5 separate regions of the Sus scrofa genome follow, and regions 1, 2, 4 and 5 are each linked to region 3. The links are chromatin contacts, called in public Hi-C and HiChIP or PLAC-seq maps. All regions are on one chromosome and are shown on one strand. The core of a region is the stretch at or near the end of the contact, and the rest is flanking DNA. Distances in the headings are between cores, read along the strand shown.

Region 1 (3,464 bases), core at 719-3,218, 180 kb before region 3:
GCCTCTCCTGGATGCCTTGCGGGAACTAGAGGCATCTCGGGGGACCCCGGCACCCACAGCCGCCCTGCTCCACGCAGATGTAGAAAGCAGCCCCCGCCTGGTGCACTTCTCCGCTCGCCGGGGCCCGCACCACTATGAGCTGAGCTCTGTCCAGGTGGACACCTTCCGGGCCAACCTCTTCTGCACCGACCCCGAGTGTCTGGGTGCCATGCGGGCCCGATTTGGTGTGGCCAATGACGACAGGGCGGAGGGAGGCCCACACTTTCGTCTGGAGTGGGCCCCCCGCCCCTCGGAACTCCCGGAAGTGGAGTACCAGAGACTGGGGCTGCAGCCCCTGTGGACTGGGGGGCCAGGAGAGCCACGGGAGGTGGTGGGCACCCCGAGCTTCCTGGAGGAGGTGCTGCGGGTGGCCCTGGAGCACGGCTTCCGTCTCGACTCCGTCTTCCCTGACCCCGAAGATCTGCTCAACTCCCGATCTCTGCGCTTCGTTCGGCACTAAGAACTGAACTGGGAACGCTGCCCTCCGTTTGACCGGGGCGGGGGGGAAGGGGAAAAAGAAGGGGGTGCCAAAAGGGATGAAGGCTCTCCTGAGGCCTCTTCCTGGCTCTGCTTGGGGAGCTGTGAGAGTCAGGAGTCCCACTGCACCTGACTGGAGCCCAGATATGGGCAGCAATCCCCAAACCAGAGCCCACAAGACCAGAGGGTCTGGACTGATGCTAATCCTGGGAGGGGTAGGGAAGCTTCCCTTGGCTGTTTCTCCTCTGAGCCTGGGGACCTCCAGTGTTTCCTTGCTTGGAGCTCGGTATTCAGGGTCTGGAAAGGTGGAGACACTTCTCTTGCAGGGCTGGGCTTATCAGACCTGTGGAGGGACCCTCAGGGTTTGGGGAAAGAGGGTCTTTGGATTGCTTTAATGTGGTCTCCTAGACTGTGACTTCTCCTGGAGCTGGTGGCCTGGCCTGGCCTGGCCTGACCAAGGAGAGGCCAGGACACTCCGACACACGGGAAGGGAGATCCTTTGCCATGTCCCAAGCCACCACTGAGGGAGACAGAAAGGCTACGCCCCACCCTAGGTGGCCACAAGGGAGCTAGGAGAATCCCCATTAACTGTGGGGCTGGAGCATCCTTCCCATCTTAAAAGACCCCATATTGATGGTGGGGCTGCCCAGGGGGGAGGCGGGAGCACGTTCTTGGGTCCTGGCCTGTCTTCCTTCGCTTCAGGCATGTGTACGTGCCTGCCAGCCAGTGGGTCAGATGATGTGTGGGGCCCTCACCTCCTGGCTCCCATCTGTGTTGCTGGAGATGGTGTCTGTGTGCTGGTCTTTCTGCGGGCTCTTCATGTGCAGGCTTGTTCGGGGTTGCCTGGCAACTGTTCTGGCACCAGGTGTGCCAGCACCATGGGTGGAAGCAGACTGAGAATTAGTTTAATCACAGGTGTGCGTGCACACATGTGTCTCACATCACCACGTCGGCAGGAGGAGCCTGCCGGGCCTTGAGTCACTAGGCTCTGCTGCTGAGAAGTGAGAGAAGTCACTGGGGCTCAGCCGGGCCTTGGAGCCCTGTATAGAACTCTCGGTTGCTAGGGCAACCATGAGCCTGTTGCTAGGAGATAGCTGGGGAAGGCCCAAGGCTGTCCAGGGCAGAGAGATGAACAGAGGAGTTTGAGAGAGTGGGGGAGGCTATGGAAAAGGATGGGATTTCTGGGTCCCTGGGGGATGGGATACTCACAAACGACTTCTTCACTGGGGGAGTCGCTTGCTATTTATCACTGGTCACGATTTACAAGAAGACAAATAAAATTGCTTTTAGAACCGCGAACTTGTAAAGGCTGCTGAGGGCCAGGTTGGGGGTACAGCAGAAGCCCTGCTTTCTCTGCCCATCTCCTACTAGAGGTATCTTCTGGTGCCCAGTTCCTTGGGCCCCAGGTTTACCCCCGCCAGGGATGGAGCAGTGGCATTGTTCTGGGATGCTCCAGAACTTCCAACTGTCCCGGAACACTCTAGAACCTCCAGGCAAAGGGCTGTAACCAGGGTCACAGAGCATTCCAAGGCCTTCCCAGCCTAGGTGAGGCCAGCACCCCTCCGGTTCTCCTCCTTGGGCCCCATGTGGATGCTGGTACTGGGTGGGATTTTCCTGGCGGCTGCCGAGGCCTGCATCTTCTGCCGCCTCCCAGATCACGGCTTGTCCGGCCGCCTGCATCAGCTTTGCAGCCAGATGGAGGCCCAGTGGAAGGACTGTGAGGCTTCCTGGAACTTTCCGGCCTTTGCCTTAGGTAAGATCAGACATCCAGGGACGGGTCCAGCAATAGTCACCCCTGTGCCCCAAGGGGGGCAGCACCCAGCTGGCTTCCCAGCTGTGCCACAGCTACCTCCTCCTCCGTCCACAGCCTTTTCTGGACGCACTGGCCACTCCCCCTGGGAGAGCTTCCTGGGACTCTGGGAAAAAGTCAGGAAGGGCCCCAGAAGTTTCTTCTGGGCTGCTGAGCGAATCCCCCGTCCCTCTCATCTCCACAGATGACACGTCCATGAACAAAGTCACGGAGAAGACCCACAGAGTCCTGAGGGTTGTGGGTGAGGTCAAGGGAGAAGGCTCAACCTAGGGACCTGGATTGGCCCCGGAGGAGGGGGCTGGGGAGGCAGGTGGAGACTGTGATGGGGAGACGCTGGGGGAACCGCTCCTGCGGAGGCCCTGGGCACTATAGCTGCTCCCTGCCTCCCCAGAGATCAAAGGGTCTCTCTCCCCACTCCCTGCATATTGGCGGTGGCTTCAAAAGACCAAGCTTCCGGAGTACAACAGGGAAGGTACAGATGCAGGGAGGGATCGAGGGGTGCCTAGGAACCCGGGCAAAGGAGTGTGTGGCTGAGTTTATCGACCCCCACTCTCCTTGCCTCTCATTTCAGCTCTCTGCGCTCCCGCCTGTCGTGAGTAGGAAGGGGAAGGGGTAGCTCCGGCAAGGGGCCTGCGGCGGGGGGGCCCCAAAGGAGGGAGGAAGTGTGGGACTCTGGAAGGGTGGAGCCCAGGCCTCCCCACCCAGCGCTGGTCCCGCTGTCTCCTGCAGGGGGCAGCACCACCCTGTACAACTGCTCCACTTGCGAGGGCTTCGAGGTGCACTGCTGGCCCCGAAAGCGCTGCTTCCCAGGTCCTTACTCCCACCCCTGGCAGCACCCCACCCTGATCTCTGAGCTCTTGGGCTCCCCCAGCTTCAATGCATGTGGTCCCCAGGATCATGCACTGCCTCCCGGGTTCCCTGCAGGAAGTCACGATCTTTGGGAAGCCAGGATTCTGCTCCTCTCTGTCTCGGGAACCGTCCTGCTTCTGGGGTTTCTGAGCCTCTCAGTGGAGTGAGTTGGGGGATAAGGGTCAGAAAGAGCCTCATCGCCTCCAACCCATCCCTTTTGCTCCCCCCCCATCCTTCCTCCCCGCCCCCGGCCCTCCCCTTCCCTTCCCAGGGCTCCCACACTCTCATC
Region 2 (3,478 bases), core at 483-2,982, 220 kb before region 3:
TTCCCAAGCGACAGCAGCGGCAACGTGTGCCAACTGCTAGGTCACCAGGGAACTCTGTGACTGATGTTCACCCATGTTGCAGCGTGTACCCAATACTTCATTCCTTTTTAGTGTGGAATAATATTTCATTGCATGGATGTACCATATTTTATTTATCCCTTCATCAGCTGATGGACATTTAAGTAGTTTATACTTGTTGCTGCTTATGAATAATGCTGCTTTGAACATGTGTGTGCAAGAATTTATAAACGGAGATGAAATTCACATAACATAAAACCATTTTTAAATAAACGATTCAGTGGTATTTAGTGCATTCACACGTTGTGCAACCACCACGTTTAATTCCAAAACATTTCATGACTCTAAAATAAAACCCCATGACCTCTGAACAGTTACTTCCCATTCCCCTTATCTCCAACATCTGGTGACCACCAATCTGCTATTTTTTTTTTTTTTTTTTCCCTTTTTGGCTGCATCCGCGGCATGTGGAAGTTCCCTGGCCAAGGATCCAACTCACGCCACAGCAGCGACCTGAGTCCCTACAGGGACGGTGCCGCATCTTTAACTCACTTTATCGCAAGAGAAGCCCCCAGTCTGCTTTTTGTTTCTATGTACTTACCTACTCTGAATATCTCTTATCAATGAAAGCATAAAGCATGTGACCTTTTTTGGCTTCTTAGCAAAATGTTTTCAAAGTTCATCGAGCTGGAGCATGCATTAACACTTCATTCCTTTTGGCGATTCATAGTCCATTACACACACATGCCACAATTTACTCATTCATCTGTTGACGGATGTTTGGGTTGTTTCCACCTTTAAAAAGTTTTTGACAAAAAAATTAATTAATTTAAAAAAAACACAATTTTTTTTAGGGCCACTCCTGGCATATCGAAATTCCCAGGCTAGGGGTCCGATGGGAGCTGCAGCTGCCAGCCTACACCACAGCCACACCAACATGGGATCACAGTCACATCTACCACCTACACTGTGGCTTGCAGCAATGCAGGATCCTTAACCCACTGTGTGAAGCCAGGGATCCAACCTGCATTCTCTCGCGGATACTAGTAGGTTCTTAACCGGCCGAGCCACAATGGGAATGAACCCCTTTGTTTCCACGTTTTGACCACCATGAATAGTGCGGCTGTAAACATTAGCGTGCAAGGATGTGAATACCTGTTTTTAATTTTGGAGGGAGGTAGATACCTAGGACTGGAATTGTTGGGTCATGTAATACATCTTTGACAAGAGCAGAAATTGGACTTTTAAACAATACTCTCAGGAAGACTGTTGTTGTTGTTTTCTCTCTCTCAAAGCAAATGCCATAAAACACAGAAAACTGAGTAGGAAGAGCTGGGGGTGATGATATTATATGCTACATAAATGTATTCATTCAAACGAGTGTTTGCAGTTTCCATCTAGCAGGTCACATCTCAAACAAAACAACCAGATTCCAAGCCCAGCTTAGTTGCTTGTCTTGTTACACAATTCTGTTGTCCACTTAGCTTACTGAAGCAATGAAGGCATACAGGTAGTGCTGAAAATCCTGGAACTGGAGAGGTAAGATTATAACCTTTCAGGAAAAGCAGCAGCTTTTTTCCCTAGAACGAGGGCCAGGTAAACTCATTCCGAGGGAGAGCATGTTTCTGGCTTCGCGGACACCTCCTAGGACTTAAAGAACGTCAGTGAAATCTGATACCCCACTCTTCATTACAGTGAACTTTTTCTAGGTTTGCTTGTAGACGACTGCTCTGGAGACGGCGGAGACTAGGTGGAGGAAAAAGAGAAATACCGTGTAAGTCTCTACATCTTAGGAATCAGAAGTAGAAAGGCCTCTGTGGAAACTACTGGGACCAACACGGACCAGGGTTTTAAACAAGATGGTGGCTGAGGGCAGGACCGCTCTATCTTCCCGCGCGAAACTCTATGGCAGAGCAGAAGCGCAGTTTAGAGAAGTGAAGCTGAGAAGGGTGGTAACCCGACCAGCACTAGCGCGCTAGGGCGGCTGGAATCGAAAGGGCTCTGCCGCGCATGTGCGGAACCGTGGGGGATGGGCTCAGAGACAAGGGGCCCACCCCACAGCACAAGTTTTCTGAAACGTGTGAGTCTTTTAAGACCAGCTAAAGCCGAAGTGGGGCGTTTCCTAAGACGCATGCGTTCTAGACAGAACCAGCAATACAGTGGCGTGGTCTTTTCAACGCCTGGCGTACAGACGACGTCTGAGGTGGAAGGGGCGGTCAGGATTCCCAACACGCATGCGCTTTGAGGCCGAGGCGTTTCCTTCAGAGGGTGTGGAGTGCGGGGCTCCTTACTGCGCAAGCGCAAGGACTGTCCGGTAGAGCTGGTGGTCTAACCCGGGGAGGGGAGAGGAGGTGGAAGGGCTTAAAAAACCGGGTGCGCCTGCGCGTTGTCTACCGGTGGGACGAGCTCAGGATTTGTGAGGGGCGGGGTCACGTATGCGCGTCATTGGATGGGTAGGTAGGAGGGAGGGTGGAGATCGGGGAGGGTCTGTGCGCTTGCGCAGTGCGGGGGTGGAGGGCGGAGGAGATAGGTAGCACGCTTGCGCGGCTGTCACAGGGCTGCTTGGTTGGTCAGTGGGGAGTCGGCGCCTGCGTACTAAGACCCGTGTGCAGCAGCAGCGGCGGCGGCGGTAGAGGCGGCGGCGGCGGCGGCGGCGGCAGCGGGCTCGGAGGCAGCGGTTGGGCTCGCGGCGAGCGGACGGGGTCGAGTCAGTGCGTTCGCGCGAGGTGAGAGCGAGCAGGGCGCGCGTGCGCGGAACCTTGGTTTGGGCCTGGGAGTAGAGATGGAACTGCGCGAGTGTCGGGGAGGGGGCAGAGGGGAGCGGCGGCCACCGCCGCACGGGGTTCGGTCGGGCAGCAGCGCGAGGTGCGGAGAGGCTCGGGCGCGCGCCCCGGTTGGCGCGCGGGGTGACGGTTGGGGCTGGCCGGGTGACGTTGGAGCGACGCAGGGCGGGGGACGGCGAGCCGCGAGGCCGCCACGCGGGAGAGGCCGCCGGGCGGCCACGCTGGGACGAGGGCCGGGGACCAGATCGGCCCGCCGGGGCAAGGGTACCTGGGCCGTTTAGAACCGGGAGCCGCGCGGCCACGTGAGGTGGGGGAGGGGGCTATTCGGTGAGAGGGCATGTGGGGGGGTTGGCGGCCAGCGAGGGGAGGGGAGGCGGCGTGGCTCCGGCCTGGCGCGGCCTTTGAGGAGGGGGCGCCCGCAGCACCGGAAGTGCCCCCACGGCAGCCTGCCCTCGGGGTCGGAGGCCGCATGGCCGAACGTGGACGGGGGCCGCATGGCAGCGCGGGGACCCCTCCCCCCAGGTCCCCGCCACCGGAAGCCCCGGGCGGCCACATGGTGGGCGGGAGCCGGCAACCCCCCGCGCGGGGAGAGCTAGTCCTCGCGGGCGCTTAAGGGGGCTTGGAATTTTGAGGAGTGCGAGTAGCCCGTGGCCCGGATCCTGATCACTCCGGAGAGC
Region 3 (3,453 bases), core at 405-2,904:
CCTTGTCCTTCCTGCCAGAATGAAAAGCCATGAGTTTCTGGGCTCATGCCTTTCTGTGCCTTCCATGCTTGGATCTCAGGGAGCCAGAAACAACTGGTGAGGAGGGATGAAAATGCCACCGTGTAACCCAGTGACTTCCTGGGTCCACCCCCCAAAGCCTGGCACAGCTAGTGTCAAACCTGCCTTGGCTCCCTTCTTCCTTTTCTTCTGGGGCTGGCCCCTGGCTATACCAGTTCCCTCTCCTCCAATCCAGTGGAGCCACCCAGCCCAGCAGCCTTCTTCCCGACCCTCATCACATGCAATTAAGGTGAAGCAGGCAACAACAGCAATGAGTGAGGAGGGAAAGGTCACAGCTGGGTTCATTTCCTTTCAAAAGGCTGCACCGGTGGCTTCGTAACAGGCTAGGGAAGCCCGGAATAAACCCTTGCTACACCTGAGATGCTCTTGTCTCACCTGTAAAGGGTTTTCATCAACCATGGGAGCAACAGGCACCCTGACCTCCACATACAGTGACTCTATGCTCCTGGGAACAACATGCCTCCGGCCTGGGCAACCTGCAAAGCCAACCCTGAAGTCCTCAGTGGAGGTGCACCTAGGGGTGGTGCGTGGCACCCCCAGGGCAGCCTGCGTCCATTTTCTAAAAAGAGACACCCCCCCGCCCCGACCGCCACAGCTTGCACCACCAATGAGTGCCACGCCCCCCTTTACAGTCGGCCAAGAGCAATCCCAGGGGCCAGAATAGGGCCTCTCCAGTCGTAAAAGCCTTGCAAGAAAACAGCCACCCGAGCCTGGAGACCCACCCCTCTGCGGGCAGCACGTGGCAGAGGCCCAGTAACCACACCACCACCTTGCAGACACCCCGTAGGACCTTGCAGACTGTAGCGCGGGAGTCACCAAAGCGTGTGGCACTGCCACCCAGCAGGGGCCCAGCCACCAGAGCTCGAGCTGGTGTCCCGGCGCTGGGTGGCAGAGAGAAGAACCCCGGGGCACTTGTTTCACAGAAGCAGCCAGGGCTGGGCCCGCAGGAGGGCTGGTGGCTCTGCTGTCCCCCAAAACTGGGCTCGCCTTCCCCACCTCCTCCTCCGCTTCACTGTCCTGACCCAGCAGTTGCTGCCACTCCCATCCGTCAAAGCCTGGGAGAGCCCAAGGAGGGAGAAATATGGGCCCGGAACCTAAGGAGGGCTGCCTGGCTCATACCGTCCCGCTGCCCTCGGCGCCCTCTGGAGACGCCGAGTAAGAAGAGAGAAAACCACAGCGCTCCCCCCCGCAACGCCACTTTGCAGACTCACGCTCTTTCTCCCTCAACTTCGAGCACTGTAAAGTCAGATGGAAGAAGACAAGATGGCGCCGAGCAGGAGGAGCGGAGAAATGCAGGAGAATAAATCCTGCTGCCGAAACGGAAGCTTAAACAAAGATGCGAAAGCTGGAACTGCGCAGGCGTACAGCTTTGGCAAGCTTTAAAACTCCAGCAGCAGGGAGGGCGCGTCCAGAAAACGCGGTCCTGGGATGGGACCTACTTTCCGCTAAGGTGGGATGGCGTAAATAGCGGGGAACTGGGGAGGTCCTGACTTATCGCGAGAAGACAGGAGGCGGAGAGCTCGGAGTGCGCATGCGCACCGCGAATCAATGGCGGTCTGCGCGACTGGCGGAAGCTAGCTTTGCAATATGGCGGCTGAGGTAGATGGGCCGCTCAAACGGGTGTTGGTGCCGATTCTTTTACCTGAGAAATGCTACGACCAAATTTTCGTCCAGTGGGACTTGCTTCACGGTGAGTTTCATTTGGAATCCAATCAAAGTTCTGTTCAAGAGCCCCCGGGCCTTAAAAGGGACTTCAGTGCGGACTAACTGACACCGGCGACTACCGCCACGCCAGTGCTGGGCGGAAGTCACTTCTGAGAAGGGCGGAAGTGTCTTGCGCTCCGTAGGGGGGGAGACGCCATATTTGGGGGAGGGAGAGAGTCGCCGAGTGTGAATACTTAATTAGTTTGACAACGATGAAAGACAAGACTTCACAAAACAAAGTTAAAATCTGATCTGGTCTTTCCAACCTTTAATAGATAGCTATATCTTCAGGTGCAAGATTACATTAATACAAAGCCTATGATCCAGGCTTTTGGTGGCACCACCAAGGCTCCTGCCATCCCAGTAACTTTCCTTCTAATTTCCATGGTCTTTTTTTTTTTTTTGCTTTTTAGGGCCGCATTCTCGGCCTATGGAAGTTCCCGGCTAGGGGTCGAATTGGAGCCACAGCAACGCTGGATCCGAGCCGCTTCTACGACCTGCACCATAATTCACAGCAAAGACGTATCCTTAACTCTCTGAGAAAGGCCAGGGAGCGAACCCGTGTCCTCATGGATACTAGTTGGGTTCGTTATTGCTAAGCCTGGCGGGTCACTCCACTCATGGTCTAATTTTTTTTTTTTTTTTTAGGGCTGCACCCCCAGCATATGGAAGTTCCCAGGCTAGGGGTCAAATCAGAGCTGCAGCTACCAACGTGGGGATTGGAGCCACGTCTGCGACCTACACCACAGCTCAGGGCAACACCAGATCCTTAACCCCTGAGCTAGGCCAGGGATCGAAGCCTCATCCCCATGGTTACCAGTCACATGTTTCTGCTGCACCACAATGGGAATTCCCCAATTTTGTACTTGCCTGCCTTCCTCTTTCTATCTGCCAGGCATCTGCACCCCAGTGCCCACCTAAGATGTCAGACCCTTTGGGGAGCCTTTGCAGTATGTCTCTGTCAGTTCATAGTGCCCCACTGTGCTCCAGGGACAGATATGCTTTAACTGGATTCATGACCAGTGAGAATCTGACTCCCACTGGGCCAAGCACCTTGAGGGGTAGAGCTTCAAGACAAGAGAAGATGTCTGGTAATTGAGTCCCTGAGTAGGTGCCAGGGACAAAGTGTTCTGGAGTGAGGGATACAGAGGAAACCCTATTCTTGGAGAAAGACTTGAGAAGTAGATTGCCTGGTTGCTCAGAGGCGGGACTAAAGGATAAGAGTCTTGAGCATTGATCAGCTCTATACAGGGAAGCAGCGGAGGGCCTTGGAAGTCAAATCATGGAGTTTAGATGTGATTTGCAGGGAATGGAAGATTGGTTTAGAGAAAAGGAATGGTAAAAGCTGTTTTGAAAAGTCATCCCGGAGTTCCCTTGGTGGCACAGAATCAGACTAGGAACCATGAGGTTGCAGGTTCAATCCCTGGCCTCGCTCAGTGGGTTGAGGATCCGACGTTGCTGTGGTGTAGGTCCCGGACGTGGATCGGATCCCGTGTTGCTGCAATTCTGGCGTAGGCCGGTGGCTACAGCTCCAATTAGACCCCTAGCCTGGGAACCTCCATATGCAAGGGTGCAGCCTTAAAAAGATAAAAAGGCTTTAGGCCTGAGCCTCCTGGATGCCTGGGACTGGGTTCCAGAGGTCTCTACTTACTGCTTTTTCTTTTCTCAGTT
Region 4 (3,134 bases), core at 137-2,636, 250 kb before region 3:
GATGAGGAAGTTAGCAGGAGGAGCTGGTCTGGACACGCTCATCACGTGAGCTGCCCACCCAGGCGGTAACCGAATACTCAGATCTAGAGCTCCAGAAGGAGGTCTGGGATGGGCCTGAGGGGCACCTTGGAGTGGGAGAAGGTCTGGGAGAGTGGCTCGGAGACCACCTCGGCCCGATCCGCTGCGGATCCGCGCTCTCCCTCCAGATGGCACTACAGCACCGCGCTTCCGAGGCCCGTTTTCCCAGCCGCGTGCGCTCCCCTACCCAGTGTTCTGCTGCTCTCGGGACATGCCAACTCTAGGTCGTGCCCTCCTCCCTGGGCAGGATTTAGCTGGGGATTCAAACCCAGAGCGGCCTCCAGGGAGCGTGTCCCAAGTCGTCCACGCGGCTAGCACATTCTTGGCAACTCAGGGGCCTCAGGACTGGTGACGTGGTTGGTGTGACCACCTGTCCCTTGGGCCGCTTCCAGTAACCAACGTGGGCCACGGGTGTAGGGGAAGGACCAGATAGGCAGAGCCCGGAGCAGGGATGTACGGAAAGAGGACCACCAAGTCCAGACACCCGACCCGCTAGGAACGGAATTTCCTGTCCCCGGGGCCATCACCGCGTGGGGAGCGTGTCGCGGACCCTTTAAGGCTCCATCTCCCTGCCACCACCACCCCGCCCGGGACAGGCCAGGACACCGGGGACCTGACATTTGGCGTCTCCCAACGTAGGAGCTAAAAATAACCGCCGTGGGTTACTCTAGGCCATTGGCCCGCACCCACCCCGCGCGCCGCCTCGCGCTGTCTCGGGCCGCCCGCGGTCTCAACCGGGCAAGTGTACCTGGCCCATCTCCTCTCAGACCCCGCGGTTCCGAGCCAACGCGCAGGGCTTTGAAGTCGCTTCTCCGGCCCCCAAGCTTGGCAAGTGGGCGGAGTCTTCGCACTTAAGGCGACGGAGCCGCCAGGTCTCCCAGGACCCTTTTCTCAAACACTTCCCGGCGGAAAGCTGGCGGGAACCGAGGGGCGTGTCTCGCCGGGCACGCTAAGGGGCGTGGCCTCGCCGGCCAACCCGACGGCTGGTGCCAAATTCCCAGCCCGAGCTCAGGGAGGGGCGTGGCCTTCTGGGGTGTGCGGGCTCCTGGCCAATGGGTGCTGTGAAAGGCGTGGCCCTGGGGGCTGCGGGGGCTGCTCCTCGGGTCTTTTCCCCCCAAGCCAGGCTCCACCAGATCCCTGGGAGCTACACTCTGGCTCCTCGGCTTGTGGCTGTGGGTCCGACCCGGCCCGCCCTCCGTACTGCGCTTCGGGACCCCCGTCGCCCCTGTGTCCTTCTGCCCGCCAGGCTGGGGCCACAGACCCCCAGTCGCCTCTCTCCGGTCTCCGGCAGCTCCTGCGCCTCCAGCTCCTAAGACAAGATGCCGTCGGGCTTCCAACAGATCGGCTCCGAAGTAGGGCTTAACATTCAGGGGCGGGATGGGGACACGGGTCCCGCTTTTTCTCGGGCTGGGGTCGCAGTTGGGGTCAGCGAGGGGGCGGTCCTTGCGCAGGTGCAGGGGGTGGGGTGGGGGACTGGCTATTTATACCCGGGGCTTGACAACCCGTGACTGTCGAATTCCAGTCCCTCGTGGAGGCAGAGTGGGTCTGGGGGAACTTTCCGGGGCAAGGACTACAGCTGCATTCCGCGCGTCCCAGGGTTCGCCCCTCCTCGCGCTGCGCGGGGATCGGGGACACCCTGCATTCAATCCAGCTTGAGCAAGCAGACCCCGGCGGGTCTTGCCCTCCAGGAGCTGTCCGTTTGTCCCGGCTCGACCGCAGTTTTTCGAGGACCAGAGGCTTCTCCGTTGGCCCCCACCCCCACACTTGGCAGTCCTCCTGGACGCTGAACTTTCCCTCGGCCCCGCGGTTGGTGGAGGGGTAGAGGGGAGTGTCGGCCCTCCCTCCTCCAGCTCAGGTTTCCCTTTGGAGACAGTCTGTGCCGCCAGCGATCAGCCACCACCACCACCACCACCACCGCCCCTCACACCACCTTCCCGCCCCCATCCCCTGGGCAAGTCTCTCCCAGGCGAGAGCCGCCATGGCCCCCTGCCCTTTGTCGCAGCTTAGAGGGGGAAGGGAGGCTGGGGCGGAGACAGAGACGGCCACAAGGCTGGGAGGAATGACCGCGATGTCCTTTTAGGAACTGCCCTTCTTGAACCTGTTGGGGGCTTCCAGGAGCCGGCTGCCAGAACCCCCAGGGAGGAGGGAAGAGGACAGAGGCTGCTGATGATAATGCACTTGTCACTTTATAAAGCCAGTACAGTTGGGGACACAATTAACATTCAATTTTGATTTTCACACTTTCACTGACACATAGACAAAGCAGGCAACATCATCCGTATCTCCCCAGTTCTCCACAGTTCAGAGAGGGGAAGTGACTTACCCAAGGTCACACAAAATCTGAACTCAGGTCTTGTAAGACCAAGGCTGTCCCAAGGTCACAGAGGAATTGTGAGACCCAGGTCCTCAAACATTTCTCTGCCTGCTGGACTCAAACATCGGTCCCCCCCCCCCAAGCCCAGCTGCCCGCAGGTTCTTCCCGCTCTTGTTTACATTGAGATCTTCAAGGGATTCCTAATAAGGTCCACTTTCCTCACCCAACGAGCTGGATGGAACCCAGCACCTTAAGGCTCCTGCTGGGCCCAGGCCTCAGAGGGAAGGAAAGAAACCACAATTCCACGTGACATGTCCCCTCTCTGCTTCCACCTGCCCAGGATGGGGAGCCCCCTCAGCAGCGAGTCACTGGGACCCTTGTCCTCGCCGTCTTCTCCGCTGTGCTCGGCTCCCTGCAGTTTGGCTACAACATTGGGGTCATCAATGCCCCCCAGAAGGTGAGGGGCCACAGCTGGCAGAGTGGGGTTCCCAGACAAGGCGGGGGAGGAAGGGGGTGAGCAGAGAGGGACAAGTCTGCAGGCATCACTCCTGTGCTCCCCCCCCCGCCCCCAGGTGATTGAACAGAGCTACAATGAGACGTGGCTGGGCAGGCAAGGGCCCAATGGACCCGGCTCCATCCCACCAGGCACCCTCACCACCCTCTGGGCTCTCTCCGTGGCCATCTTCTCTGTGGGTGGCATGTTCTCTTCCTTCCTGCTTGGCATCATCTCTCAGTGGCTGGG
Region 5 (3,291 bases), core at 738-3,237, 130 kb before region 3:
GCCAGGGCCATTTCTGCACTCAGGCTCTGTGCTGGAACACAGGCATGCTGCCAGGCTCTGTTCTGGATCCATCATGCTTCTATCCTTGACCCAGATGGACCCCTGGTTTCCAAGTAGAGAGAGGCTGGATTTAAGCCCTGTCCAGCTGTTGGCCTTGGCCTGCACTGGGACCAGTCTCAGATCACCATAGGTTTAACTTTCTTATCCCAGAGACACCCAATTCCAGAGCATGTGTTCTAGACACATATGGAGCCATACTTCCTTCTGAATCTCAGCTCTAGGACATAGACCACGACTCTCAGCCCTTCCCGCTGTGATGGAACTGAGGCCTCTATAGCCATGTTATTGCTTTAAAATAAGTTCTAGGCCCACCCTCTCCCCTTCTCTAGTGATGCCTGTTAAGGATGAGCTCTGGAAAGGACCCAGCTATGATTCACAAAGAACGAAGTTCTGGATAAATCAAGAACCATTTCTTGTTTTTCCTAGATAATTTTTTAAAAATCTTCTTCCTCTAGAATGCTAACCTTATTTTTACATGCAGTTTTTAGCTCCTGCAACTCAGCTGGGGTCCTGCCAGGGAGACAGAGTCTGAGGAAGGGCAGAGGAGTTTTGGAAGGATCCCTGGCTCATAGTAGGGAAGCTAGGATGGGGAAGGGGCCAGAACCATGCATGATTGGACCTGTGCCTGGGTTATGGGGATGTGAACACTTAGCTACCTCAGCAGGAATTCCTTCCAGGTCCCTTTTAAAGCTGAGGTCTTTAGGGTAACTGGTCTAGAATAAAAAAGACAAATGAGGAGTTCCCGTTGTGGCCCAGTGGTTAACGAACCCAACTAGTAACCATGAGGTTGGGGGTTCGATCCCTGGCCTTGCTCAGTGGGTTAAGGATCCGGCATTGCCCTGAGCTGTGGTGTGGGTCGTAGACACGGCACACGGATCCTGCGTTGCTGTGGCTCTGGTGTAGGCCGGCAGCTACAGCTCCGATTCGACCCCTAGCCTGGGAACCTCCATGTGCCGTGGGCGCAGCCCTCAAAAGACAAAAGACAAAAAAAAAAAAAAAAAAAAACAACCAAAAAACAAATGAGAGGAGTTCCCGTTGTGGCTCAGAGCCTAAGAACCCGCCTAGTATCCATGAGGATTCAGGTTTGATCCCTGGCCTCACTCAGTGGGTTGAGGATCCGGCATTGCTGCAAGCTGCAGTGTAGGTCACAGATGCAGCTTGGATCCTGAATTGCTGTGGCTGTGGCGTAGGCTGGCAGCTGCAGCTCCAATTCAACCCCTAGGCCGGGAACTTCCATATGCCGCGGGTACAGCCAAAAAAAAAAAAAAAAAAAAAAAAAGACAGATGGAACATAGCCACACCCCCCTTTGCCACAGCAATGAAGTGATACCAGTTCAGCAATAAGTCCCATCCCTTGCCCCTACAGGTCAGGCCACGGAGGGAGGGTGAGGGCCTCTTCTCTAGACCTCATACATCCCAGAGCTTCTTCTGAGTAGAACTTGCTTTATTTTACAGCCTATAATCTCAGCTGGGTTTTGGGTACCCAGAAAGGGCCTGACTAGATTTTTCTGAAAAATATGGAGACCTAAGGGCAGGCCTGAAAAAGATCAGAGGTCAGCAGAGAACTAGGAGGGAGGCTCTGAGTAACTTCAGACCTGGGCAAGGAAGACTGAGGGGGCGCTAAAGGGAGGGCCTGGGGCTCAGAGGCAGGTCACTTTTCCTCAGGCTCTTTCTACTTCTGGCTTGTTGCAAGAGGGGTGGATGCTCCCCTCACCCACACAGAACCCCGCTCAGGCTCCACCCATCTCCTGGCTCTGCTCCCCAGGGACCGGGTCTCCACTCCATGCTTTCTCAATTAAAGATTAAAGACGATTTATACAACTGAAGTGTTGTCTGTCATCTGTAGGTGGCAGGCATTGGCAGTTGCTCGGGAGAGATCAAGTCCCAGGGGCGGGGCGGGTGGGCTGGCGGCTGCCCCCCCAATAACAGGTGCACATTCCTGGGCGCCTCGTCACTTCCCCTGCACTGGTTGTCTCAGCGGCTCATCCAGCGAACTCACTGAGTAAGGCGGGCTGGCTATGACCCCAGGGGCGCTTCTGGTGCTGCTGCTGGGGGCGGTGGGGGCGCCGCTTGCCCCGGGTAAGTCTGGGCCTCAGAGGGGCAGTGACAGGGCCAGAGGTCGTGGCCCGGTACCAAGGCCTCACTTCGTGCTCTCCTCCTCCAGGAGCCCTCGGCTCGGAGGCGGAGGGCCGACTCCGCGAGAAACTTTTCTCGGGCTATGATAGCTCCGTGCGCCCGGCGCGGGAGGTGGGAGACCGCGTCGGGGTCAGCATTGGTCTCAGCCTGGCGCAACTCATCAGCCTGGTGAGGGCGCACGCGGGGAGTTGAGGTCTGGCCCACTGGCCGGCTGGGGGGCGTGGCTTTAGGCGGGGTGGGAATCCAAGGATGGCTGGGGGCGGGGCCTGGGGCGAGGCCAGGCTGGGAGACGGACTGGCCCTTAGCGGCGATTGGGTTGAAATCGGACCAATGGACAAGCTGTGGGCGTGGCTGCAGGAAGGGTCGGGGTAGAGCCGGTAGGGTGGTGATCCCGGAGCTCGGGCCGAGGGACGGGCCAGAGGGCGGACCTTGAGGCGGGGTCACAGGCTGGGGCGGAGCTTGTGCCGGACAGGGTCCATAAACAACAGCGGGGGGAGACTCAGGCCGGCGGGTGTGAGAACTGGTAGGTGAACTGGCTGGCGGTAGGACCACAGGAAGTCCGCGAGATAGAGGCGGGGCCTAAACTAACACAGCTTATGGGAGGCGGGCCTTGGACCCAAGAGGGTGGGATTCAGAAAAAGAGGGAGTTTCCAGGGGGAGTTTGACCCACTGAGCCCCTTATTTCTCTGCAAATACATCACATCTACCCTTTAAACTTTTCCCTTCTAGAACGAGAAGGATGAGGAGATGAGCACGAAGGTCTACTTAGATTTGGTACGGACATCCCGTAGGGTGGGAGAGGGTGTCCTGCTGCCTTTACAATTTCCTCGAATCTCCCCGCCAGTGAGAACATTTTTTGCATCACATTTATACCTGAAAATGAAGTTTCAGGAAACAATACCTATTTGTATGACGGGCGGTGCACTCCATGCATTTTTTCATTATTTTATTTTTTAACCCTGCTTTGGGGTCCTTTTACTCCCAACCCATTCAAGGGCCGCTAATGCAGTTTGAAAACCACTGTGTTGGAGGCGAGCCAGGGCAACTCCATCACATTTACAGAATGAAAAATTGGGGCCCAATGAGAGGGAAGGG

The links. Hi-C and Micro-C count contacts between places; a contact is called where the count stands out from the background. HiChIP or PLAC-seq counts read pairs in DNA pulled down with a chosen protein or histone mark.
Region 1: an H3K27ac HiChIP or PLAC-seq map of alveolar macrophages shows a contact between it and region 3. The contact joins the promoter of TMEM95 here to the promoter of MPDU1 in region 3. A contact is called at or near these places in 4 of 5 promoter capture datasets (fetal liver, fetal skeletal muscle and liver), 22 of 47 Hi-C or Micro-C datasets (alveolar macrophages, blood, embryonic fibroblasts and 11 more) and 2 of 2 datasets of contacts at active chromatin or transcription factors (alveolar macrophages and skeletal muscle).
Region 2: a contact with region 3 is called in an H3K27ac HiChIP or PLAC-seq map of alveolar macrophages. The contact joins the promoter of EIF5A here to the promoter of MPDU1 in region 3. A contact is called at or near these places in 3 of 5 promoter capture datasets (fetal liver, fetal skeletal muscle and liver), 1 of 47 Hi-C or Micro-C datasets (heart right ventricle) and 2 of 2 datasets of contacts at active chromatin or transcription factors (alveolar macrophages and skeletal muscle).
Region 4: a contact with region 3 is called in a Hi-C map of alveolar macrophages, with 2.6 times the contacts expected there. The contact joins the promoter of SLC2A4 here to the promoter of MPDU1 in region 3. A contact is called at or near these places in 1 of 5 promoter capture datasets (fetal skeletal muscle), 14 of 47 Hi-C or Micro-C datasets (alveolar macrophages, blood, embryonic fibroblasts and 11 more) and 2 of 2 datasets of contacts at active chromatin or transcription factors (alveolar macrophages and skeletal muscle).
Region 5: a contact with region 3 is called in an H3K27ac HiChIP or PLAC-seq map of skeletal muscle. The contact joins the promoter of CHRNB1 here to the promoter of MPDU1 in region 3. A contact is called at or near these places in 3 of 5 promoter capture datasets (fetal skeletal muscle, liver and skeletal muscle), 9 of 47 Hi-C or Micro-C datasets (embryonic fibroblasts, epiblast stem cells, fetal skeletal muscle and 4 more) and 2 of 2 datasets of contacts at active chromatin or transcription factors (alveolar macrophages and skeletal muscle).

Annotation. Positions count from the first base shown.
Region 1 is chr12:52,699,151-52,702,614 of Sscrofa11.1, forward strand. It overlaps TMEM95 (transmembrane protein 95), which reads left to right and starts at 1,969. Exons shown (of 5, transcript XM_021067820.1): 1 at 1,969-2,269; 2 at 2,511-2,567; 3 at 2,718-2,798; 4 at 2,898-2,918; 5 at 3,056-3,464. The coding sequence starts at 2,101. The coding sequence ends at 3,342. KCTD11 (BTB/POZ domain-containing protein KCTD11) reads left to right here. Exons shown (of 1, transcript XM_003358250.5): 1 at 1-1,815. The coding sequence ends at 499.
Region 2 is chr12:52,657,308-52,660,785 of Sscrofa11.1, forward strand. It overlaps EIF5A (eukaryotic translation initiation factor 5A-1), which reads left to right and starts at 1,733. Exons shown (of 6, transcript XM_021067817.1): 1 at 1,733-1,792.
Region 3 is chr12:52,877,270-52,880,722 of Sscrofa11.1, forward strand. It overlaps MPDU1 (mannose-P-dolichol utilization defect 1), which reads left to right and starts at 1,655. Exons shown (of 7, transcript NM_001044619.1): 1 at 1,655-1,768; 2 at 3,452-3,453. The coding sequence starts at 1,666.
Region 4 is chr12:52,627,360-52,630,493 of Sscrofa11.1, forward strand. SLC2A4 (solute carrier family 2 (facilitated glucose transporter), member 4) reads left to right here and starts at 1,387. Exons shown (of 11, transcript NM_001128433.1): 1 at 1,387-1,430; 2 at 2,733-2,849; 3 at 2,965-3,134. The coding sequence starts at 1,398. It also overlaps a transcript of CLDN7 not described here.
Region 5 is chr12:52,747,446-52,750,736 of Sscrofa11.1, forward strand. It overlaps CHRNB1 (acetylcholine receptor subunit beta), which reads left to right and starts at 1,988. Exons shown (of 12, transcript XR_001300014.2): 1 at 1,988-2,139; 2 at 2,225-2,364; 3 at 2,926-2,970. It overlaps TMEM102 (transmembrane protein 102), which reads left to right. Exons shown (of 9, transcript XM_021067827.1): 9 at 1-1,881. FGF11 (fibroblast growth factor 11) reads left to right here. Exons shown (of 5, transcript XM_013981311.2): 5 at 1-1,886.